Linked DNA regions of Sus scrofa: region 2 is linked to region 1. Evidence: chromatin contacts called from public Hi-C data. All regions are on one chromosome and are shown on one strand. The core of a region is the stretch at or near the end of the contact, and the rest is flanking DNA. Distances in the headings are between cores, read along the strand shown. Region 1 has its middle 17 kb from the start of NTSR2. Region 2 has its middle 17 kb from the start of ROCK2.

Region 1 (3,534 bases), core at 506-3,005:
TGAGAGCTGGGAAGGGGGTGCTCAGAAGGAAGAAAGAGAAAAAAAGAAGGGTTGCCCAGGTTTTGATTTGGAGAGCCCCAGGCACCCACTTCCTGACCCGTGCCTTAGGTCAGGCTCACTCTTGGCCCTGAAAAATGCGGGGGGGGGGGGGTTCCAGCTCCAGAGACCAGCTCAGATCCAGGGCCACCCCTGGGTCCGCAAGAGCCAGCTTGGCACCAGTCTGTGGTTCACAAACTTTATGGTTCATGTTGAATTTCCAGTGAATTGATCCTTTCCCCACAGCTCCTTCTACATTTTTCATAAAGCTGCAAAGAGAAAAATTAAATAAGACTTTACAGACCTCGGCTGACGTCCCTCGCGGGAGGCCAGCAAAGGCGGCTTATTAGCCCGAGTGGTGAAGATGAAGAACGGGCGGGTCTCAGAGGCTGAGAGCGCGGAGGTGGGAGGGGAGGCGGAGCAGGTGCAGGGCGGCGCACCCATCTCCTCTCCTCTGCTGGGGTCGGGGGCCAGGAAGGGGGTGCCCATGGCTCTCCGAATGGAAACCTGACATAAGGGGGCGAGTCTGGGGGGCTCGGGCCAGACCGCAGCACGTGGCCACCTTGTCTTTTTTCAAGGAAGAAATTTTGTGATGCAGAGCCTGGGGGGACGAGGAGTGTTGGGGGTGACGGGTGATGGTGCCAGAGGTTCACAGAGGCACAGCGGGACAACCGACAGGGACATGTGAGCAAGTGGGAGCTGATGTGACCGTTTCCTGGGAAAGAGCACTGGTTGTCCTGAGAGAAGGCACTTCCTGCTTCGGGGCGATGGCGACATCAGAGGAGATAACACTTCTCTCCCTCCCCCCTCCTTCCCCCGCAGCTTCTTTTGGGAACTTGGCACACATGGCCTTTAGTTGTAGTTGTTGCAGGACGGGTCTCTGGTACCCAGCAAGCGCTTGGCGTTTGTTGAGGGAACAGGTGAATGAATGAAATGACAAAGTGGCACCCAGGTCTTCGTCATTTGTTGGTGAGCTCTCGCCTGGCCTGATCTGCATGTACGTACTGAGGCTCCTCGGCCCACTCCTGGCACTGCCCGCTTTGCCCTGTGGCCTGGGGGCGGAGCTATGTCGAATGCCCAATGTCCAAATTTCCAGAACGCGTCTCTCCACGTGCTCCCGTCATACTAAATCCTGCTCCATCTCCTGCCTTTTGATCTGTCCTTAAAACAGTTCAATTGCTTGAGGTTTTGTTTTTTGGTTTTTGTTTGTTTGTTTGTTTCTCCTTTCTGAGCTGCCTGAGATCCTTTTTGGATTTGTTAAAGGATATAAGCAAATAACAACCAAAAGCTTGGAATAAAAATACCTAATGTCTTTTTTTTTTTTTTTTTTTTTTTTTTTTTTTTTTTTAATGTAGACAGGGCTGCCAGAAAAGCAGGATGCACGGGGACCGAGACAGTCCTGGTCTGTGGAGCTGTAGTCCGGGTGGGGGCGGGGGCTGCAGAGTGACGTCTCCTCCAGCAGGGACAGCAGGGTGGCGGAGGCAGGAGGGGCGCCTCTGAACTTCTGCAGGGTTTATGTGACCAGGATGAAGGGAGCAAGACCCTCTGTCAGGAGGAGAGGAACGTAGAGAATGGGAAGAGTCTGGACGTCCGGGTTCCAGGCTCGTGGTGTGGCTCTGAGCAGACCTGCTGTCACTTTGGAGCCCCGACCCCTCCCCCACAGGGCGGTCAGCAGCCAGAAGAGACTCTGCAGGCTCAGGAGTGCCGCCTCTGAGCAGCTAAGCTCACTGTTGCTCGAGCTTATCGGGAGCCTTTGGCGAATGGTGCCTGGCGGGGCTGCCCTGCAGGGACCTGCGGTTTGTGGTCTCTGCACAGAGAGCTGCTGGCTCAGGGGCAACGGGGGGGGGGGGGGGCCTGGAGAGGGGGCAGAAATCTAACCTGGGCTCCGCTCACCCATCCTGCTGGGCCCTGGGACTGAGGGTGGCTGGGACGATCGGGAGGAAGGGGCACCGTTTTGGATTCTGTTCCTCCAGAGGGGTGCTTTTGTTCACTCTGCCCAGCGGGGCCCCGTGTGCCCACCCTGGTCCAGGGCGTTGGGCTGACCGCGGTTTGTAGCACCTGCAGTCCCCGCTGCGGACCCCTTGCTGTCAGTGAACACATCTGCAGACCCCTCCCTGTAAATAAAGTCAAACTGAGGCCACTTGGGAAATGCAGAGATGACAAGTTTGGTGCCCTTCCTTCTCAAGCTCCCACACGAACCACCTCCCTGCCAGCCCCCACCTGCCCTCTCTCCACCGTCACCCCAGGGCATAGGTTGACACCTCCCTGCCAGCCCCCACCCGCCCTCTCTCCACCGTCACCCCAGGGCATAGGCTGACACCCCTCCCCCTCCTGCGGGCCGTCCAAGATGATCGCATTGGCATCACAGGCTGGAATGCTTTTTGGAGCAAACTGGAGTCACCATCTCTGGATTTCAGCCCTTGAGTGTGGCCTTGGCCGGGAGGACCCTATTTCCAGGCTCTTACATCCCTCAGGCCCTGCCTGTGCCTCCCTTACTCTGTGGAAGTGCAGCCCTTTGCAGGGAGCGTCTCACTACTGTCTTTTGGTCCCTGGTGTCTCCTGTCCAAAAACGCCCTCGAGGCGCTGTCACAGTGGGACCCCGGACAGGGCACACCCGGGCAGGGACGGTGTTGTTTTGTTCCATCATACCAGAAGTGGGGCCACATGAAAGATGAATCAATCAATATATAAAACATCCCAGCCCACAAGGAGAGAGTTTTGTTGAAAGGCTGAGTGAATTATTTTTACCGAAGGTGATTTGAACTTCACAGTCGTTCGGAATAAAGGAAATGGGACTTGGCTTGTTGGCGTCCGCCCCTGCCTTGACCTGGGCAGAAACGGAGTTTATTAATAGCCATTTAATGGACACTTCACAGTCAAAGGTGAAGCAAGATGGGATCAGGTTTCTGGGTTTGGTCCAATGAGAGATGCCCAGCGGGTGAGGGGTCACCAGATGGAAAGAGAAGGAACAGGAAGTCTTGCAGGCTGACCTTTGGGCAGCCACCTGGTAGCAGAGTATTTTGGCAAACATATGCGTTATCTGTAATTTATGGATAAGCGAAAGTGCTTTCAAAATGAGCGCTGTCGGATGTGTTATTGTTGTTGCTGTTCACTGGGGGCTTCCTATAAGCCAGGCGCCCAATGCGATGCTTTTCTTTTTGTTATCAGCCTTCCGGGTGGATTATTACCCTGAGTTTCTACACAGAGGAGCTTAGAGGGATGACTTCAGTGGCGGGAGGGCTCCCACGGAGCAGTGAAACCATTATTCCAGTGAGGGTTTCCTGCTTCCAAAGATCTGCTTTCTCCACGGGAAATGCTGCCTTCCTATTTTCCTCTGGAAGCATTTGCAGGAATGAGCACTAACTTAGGAGGGAGCTTGTCTCCCAGATGCACGTCTCTGCTTAGCCCTGAGGCTCAGGGTTAGAGGTTTGTTTGTTTGTTTGTTTGTTTCGGCCGCCCACGGCATGTGGCATTCCCAGGCCAGAGATCAGATTCAAG
Region 2 (3,862 bases), core at 206-2,705, 270 kb before region 1:
TTTCACCCCTAGCCTGGGAAGTTCCATATGTTGCAGGTGCAGCTCTAAAAAGAAAAAATATATATTTTATATATTATTGTATTTTATTTTGGCCAAGACCAAAACGTACTTTATTTTATTTTGTGCAGCCATTTAATGTGGGATCTCAATTCTCAGACCAAGGACTGAACCCGGGCTACTGAACCTTGATGGAAAGTGCAGCCTCACTCGCTCCTGGCATGCCTTAGCTCCTTTTCTGACTGTAGTTTCTTCATACCAGTTGTCACTTAATATTGTGTATAGCTTAATGTTTGCTCATGAGCCTTCTCTCTTACCTCAAAGGAATGCAGACTCCACGAGGGTAAGAAGAATTAGGGTTTGTCTGTTTTGTTCACTGCCATGTAGTGGGAGAACCATGAGTCTGACACTTGATAGACGTCCATCTTTTTTTGTTTGTTTGTTTGTTTTGTTTTGTTTTTGTTGGACACACCCGAAGCATGCAGAAATTTCTAGGATGGAACCCGAGCCACAGCAGTGACAACACCAGATCCTTAACCCTCTAGGCCACCAGGTAAGCATTCATTCTTTATTGAACAAAAGCATAAACAAATAGATTTAGTTATTTGGAAAAACACATTTAAATTTAATTAAATTTCATTTACTTATTTTTTCTTTTCAGGGCCACACCTGCAGCAGATGGAAATTCCCAGGCTAGGGGTCAAATCAGAACTGCAGCTGCTGGCCTACGCCACAGCCACAGCAACACCAGATCCGAGCGGCAACTGCACCCTGCACCTACACAGCAACTCACAGCACCGCTGGATCCTTCATCCACTGAGCGAGGCCAGGGAATGAACCCGCATCCTCATGGATACTAGTTGGGTTCTTAACCCGCTGAACCACAATGGGAACTCCAAACACATTTAAATTTTAAAAAGTCATTCTATGGAAACACTGGCTAAAGGCAAAAAAGCTACATGAGAATTTCAAAGCATAGGCGCATGAAGTCATTGGCAAATATCTGTTAAGGTCACGCCGTATGGAGACATTATGCATTGGGGATTCGCTTATCTCGCTCACATTCACATGCTGGGGTGCCCTAAAACACCAAGTGTTCCACATACAGAGTCACTGACACACTTGAGAGGCACGCAAACATTCATGAATGCACACACGCTCATGCACACACTCACACACGCCACAGGCAACCTTCTGGCTCCTCCTGCAGTCTACCTTAGAGCTTTGGGGGTTTTTTTGTCTACCTTAGATTTTACCAGCTCTCTTCCATGAAGGTTTGACAAGTCTAGTCTCTGTCTCCTTCCGAGAATTCTTAGAAGTAGGAAGTGATGATATTGATTAGAAATGCTAGTGTTTCCCATGAGTGAGTCTCGAATCAACCTCTAACCACCATGTATTGTGATGCTGGAGGCAGAGACGGGATCCTAGAAAGTGCCCTGGACATGGAGCCAGAAAACTTGAGTAGGAGCCCTGGATCCGTCGTTTAAGAGCTGAACGATCTTGGCAAGTTCCTTAACCACAAATACCTCCCTCGGAGGTTTTTTTGGGGCAGGACTTTGTAAGCTATAAAGTGCTCTACAATTTCAAGAAATCATCGTTATTTTGTTAAGAAGTAAAAAGTGCGTGACGTGTCCCCAGCATTAGAGGGGACATCGGATCCTGATGACTAATGATGCTTGAAATGCATGGGTATCAATCTCGAGATCTTGGCCAGCTTCACTCTTATGTAATTTGTTGTGTGACCTTCAGTTGAGGCCCTCGTGAGGGCCTCGGTTTCATCATGTACAAAAAGGGATTCCACCCCGTGCCAGCAAGCTGGGATCATCTCTCTGACTCTGATTGCAACTGACAGAATCTGCAGGCCTGTAGCAGTACATTGGGCTGGCTTCCAACCCATCCTGCAGCCTGACCTGGTAGTTTTCTAAATGCAAAACCGTCACCTTTCTTCATTCATTCACGCCTTCATTCATTTCTCCGACAAATACTTGCTGAACCTTAATTATATGGCCGAGGCCCTATTAGATGCTGGAGATAAAAAAGCACCATCAGGAGTTCCCGTCGTGGCTCAGTGGTTAATGAATCCAACTAGGAACCGTGAGGTTGCGGGTTGGATCCCTGGCCTCGCTCCGTGGGTTAAGGATCCCGGCATTGCTGTGAGCTGTGGTGTAGGTCGCAGACGCGGCTTGGATCCTGCGTTGCTGTGGCTGTGGGGTAGGCTGGTGGCTACAGCTCCGATTAGACCCCTAGCCTGGGACCCTCCATATGCTGCGGGAGCGGCCCTAGAAAAGGCAAAAAGACAAAAAAAAAAAAAAAAAAAAAAAAACCAACCATCAATGATCCAAGTGGAGCCGGAGAACCTGGTTCATAAGCACATCGCTGCTGTCCTCACGGGGAGCCATGAGAAGACAGGAGCACAATGCAGGTGCGCACAGAAGGTGCCGGGAGGCCCGACTCACTCTGGGAGACCCCGAGGCAGCTTCATACAGAGATGCCTTTTGTTGGGACCTCAGGGAACAGGTGGGAGGTAGCCAGGCAGGGGCTGGCGACAAACATGTCATTAAAGTAGGCAAAGAATGTGAAAAGCTTCAGGAACATTTCGCTTGGGCAGTTTAATTAGCACTTGTGCTGTATCTACTTCGTGCAAAGCCCGGTAAAGTTTTTCAGGGAAATAATAGGAAGCGGATAGGCTAGAGCTGAGAGTTATATTGTAAAGCACATGAATGCCATGCTCAGGACAGCCGTCTAGCTTTGTTGAATGCAAACAGGGAGATTACGAAACATGATCCCTTTGTGTAAAATTATTGACGTTATCATTCGATCAACGAATGTGTAGTGCTAACGGCAGCATATGAAACACTGCGGCAGATGCAATAACAAATAGACCGAATCCCTGAGTGGAACATGCTCCATAACCTGTGATATATGCTCTGATTACAGGCGCTCCAAGCAGGAGGGCTGGATCTAACCTGGGAAGACAGGTAGCCGCGGGAGGACTTCCCGGAGGAGGTGACATTTTAAGCCGAACATCTAAGGGTGAACGGAACCTACCTAGGTGGCTGGAGGGGGAAGTGTCCCAAGCAGAAGCAGAAGCAGAAGGGCGTATGAAGGCCTGGAGACCCGAGGAAGGAGCAGGAGACATCAGTGAGCCTGCGGAAGAGTCCGAGGTAGGGATGTGGCCGAGGGTCCAAGCTGTTTGGGCTTCATCTCAAGAAACCACTGGTGGATTTTAAGCAGGGGAGTGAATGACATGATGATATTTGTAATTTTTTTTTTTTTTGGCTTTTTAGAGCTGGACTTGTGGCATATGGAAGTTCCCAGCCTAGGGGTCGAACTGTAGCTGCAGCTGCCTGCCTAACGCCACAGCCACAGCAATGTGGAATCTGAGCCACGTCTGTGACCTACACTGCAGCTCACAGCAACGCCAGATCCTAACCCACTGAACAAGGCCAGAGATGGAACCCGCATCCCCATGGATACTAGTTGGGTTCTTAACCCACTGAGCCACAACAGGAACTCCAAGCTTTGTATTTGGATCTGTGTATCTATATCTACGCGATTGAAAGGTCCCACTTCACCCGCTTGGTATATCACCCTTCCTGAATATTCCAATCCTGATGGCCAGGAGCCCCCGCACCCAGATTTTTAGAAGAAAGATTCTGTTTTTGAGATTCTCTTCTCCAAATATTTCCTTTTGTAAAAAGTCGAGATAAAATTGACATATAACCCTGTGTAAGTTTCAGGTCCAGCATGTTCATTTGACGTACTCATCACTGCCCTGTGATGACCGTCGCAGGGTCAGCCCACCCCCCACCACATCACATAATTATCATTTCTTTTTTGTGGTAAGAACCTTTAAGATCTAGTC

What was found. A called contact is a pair of places that touch in the nucleus more often than the background predicts.
Region 2: a Hi-C map of skeletal muscle shows a contact between it and region 1, with 5 times the contacts expected there. A contact is called at or near these places in 1 of 47 Hi-C or Micro-C datasets (skeletal muscle) and 1 of 2 datasets of targeted methods (skeletal muscle).

Annotation. Positions count from the first base shown.
Region 1 is chr3:125,063,397-125,066,930 of Sscrofa11.1, reverse strand. It overlaps a transcript of LPIN1 not described here. Among named protein-coding and RNA genes, the nearest start is that of NTSR2, 17 kb to the left of the region's middle.
Region 2 is chr3:125,334,219-125,338,080 of Sscrofa11.1, reverse strand. No RefSeq gene overlaps it. Among named protein-coding and RNA genes, the nearest start is that of ROCK2, 17 kb to the left of the region's middle.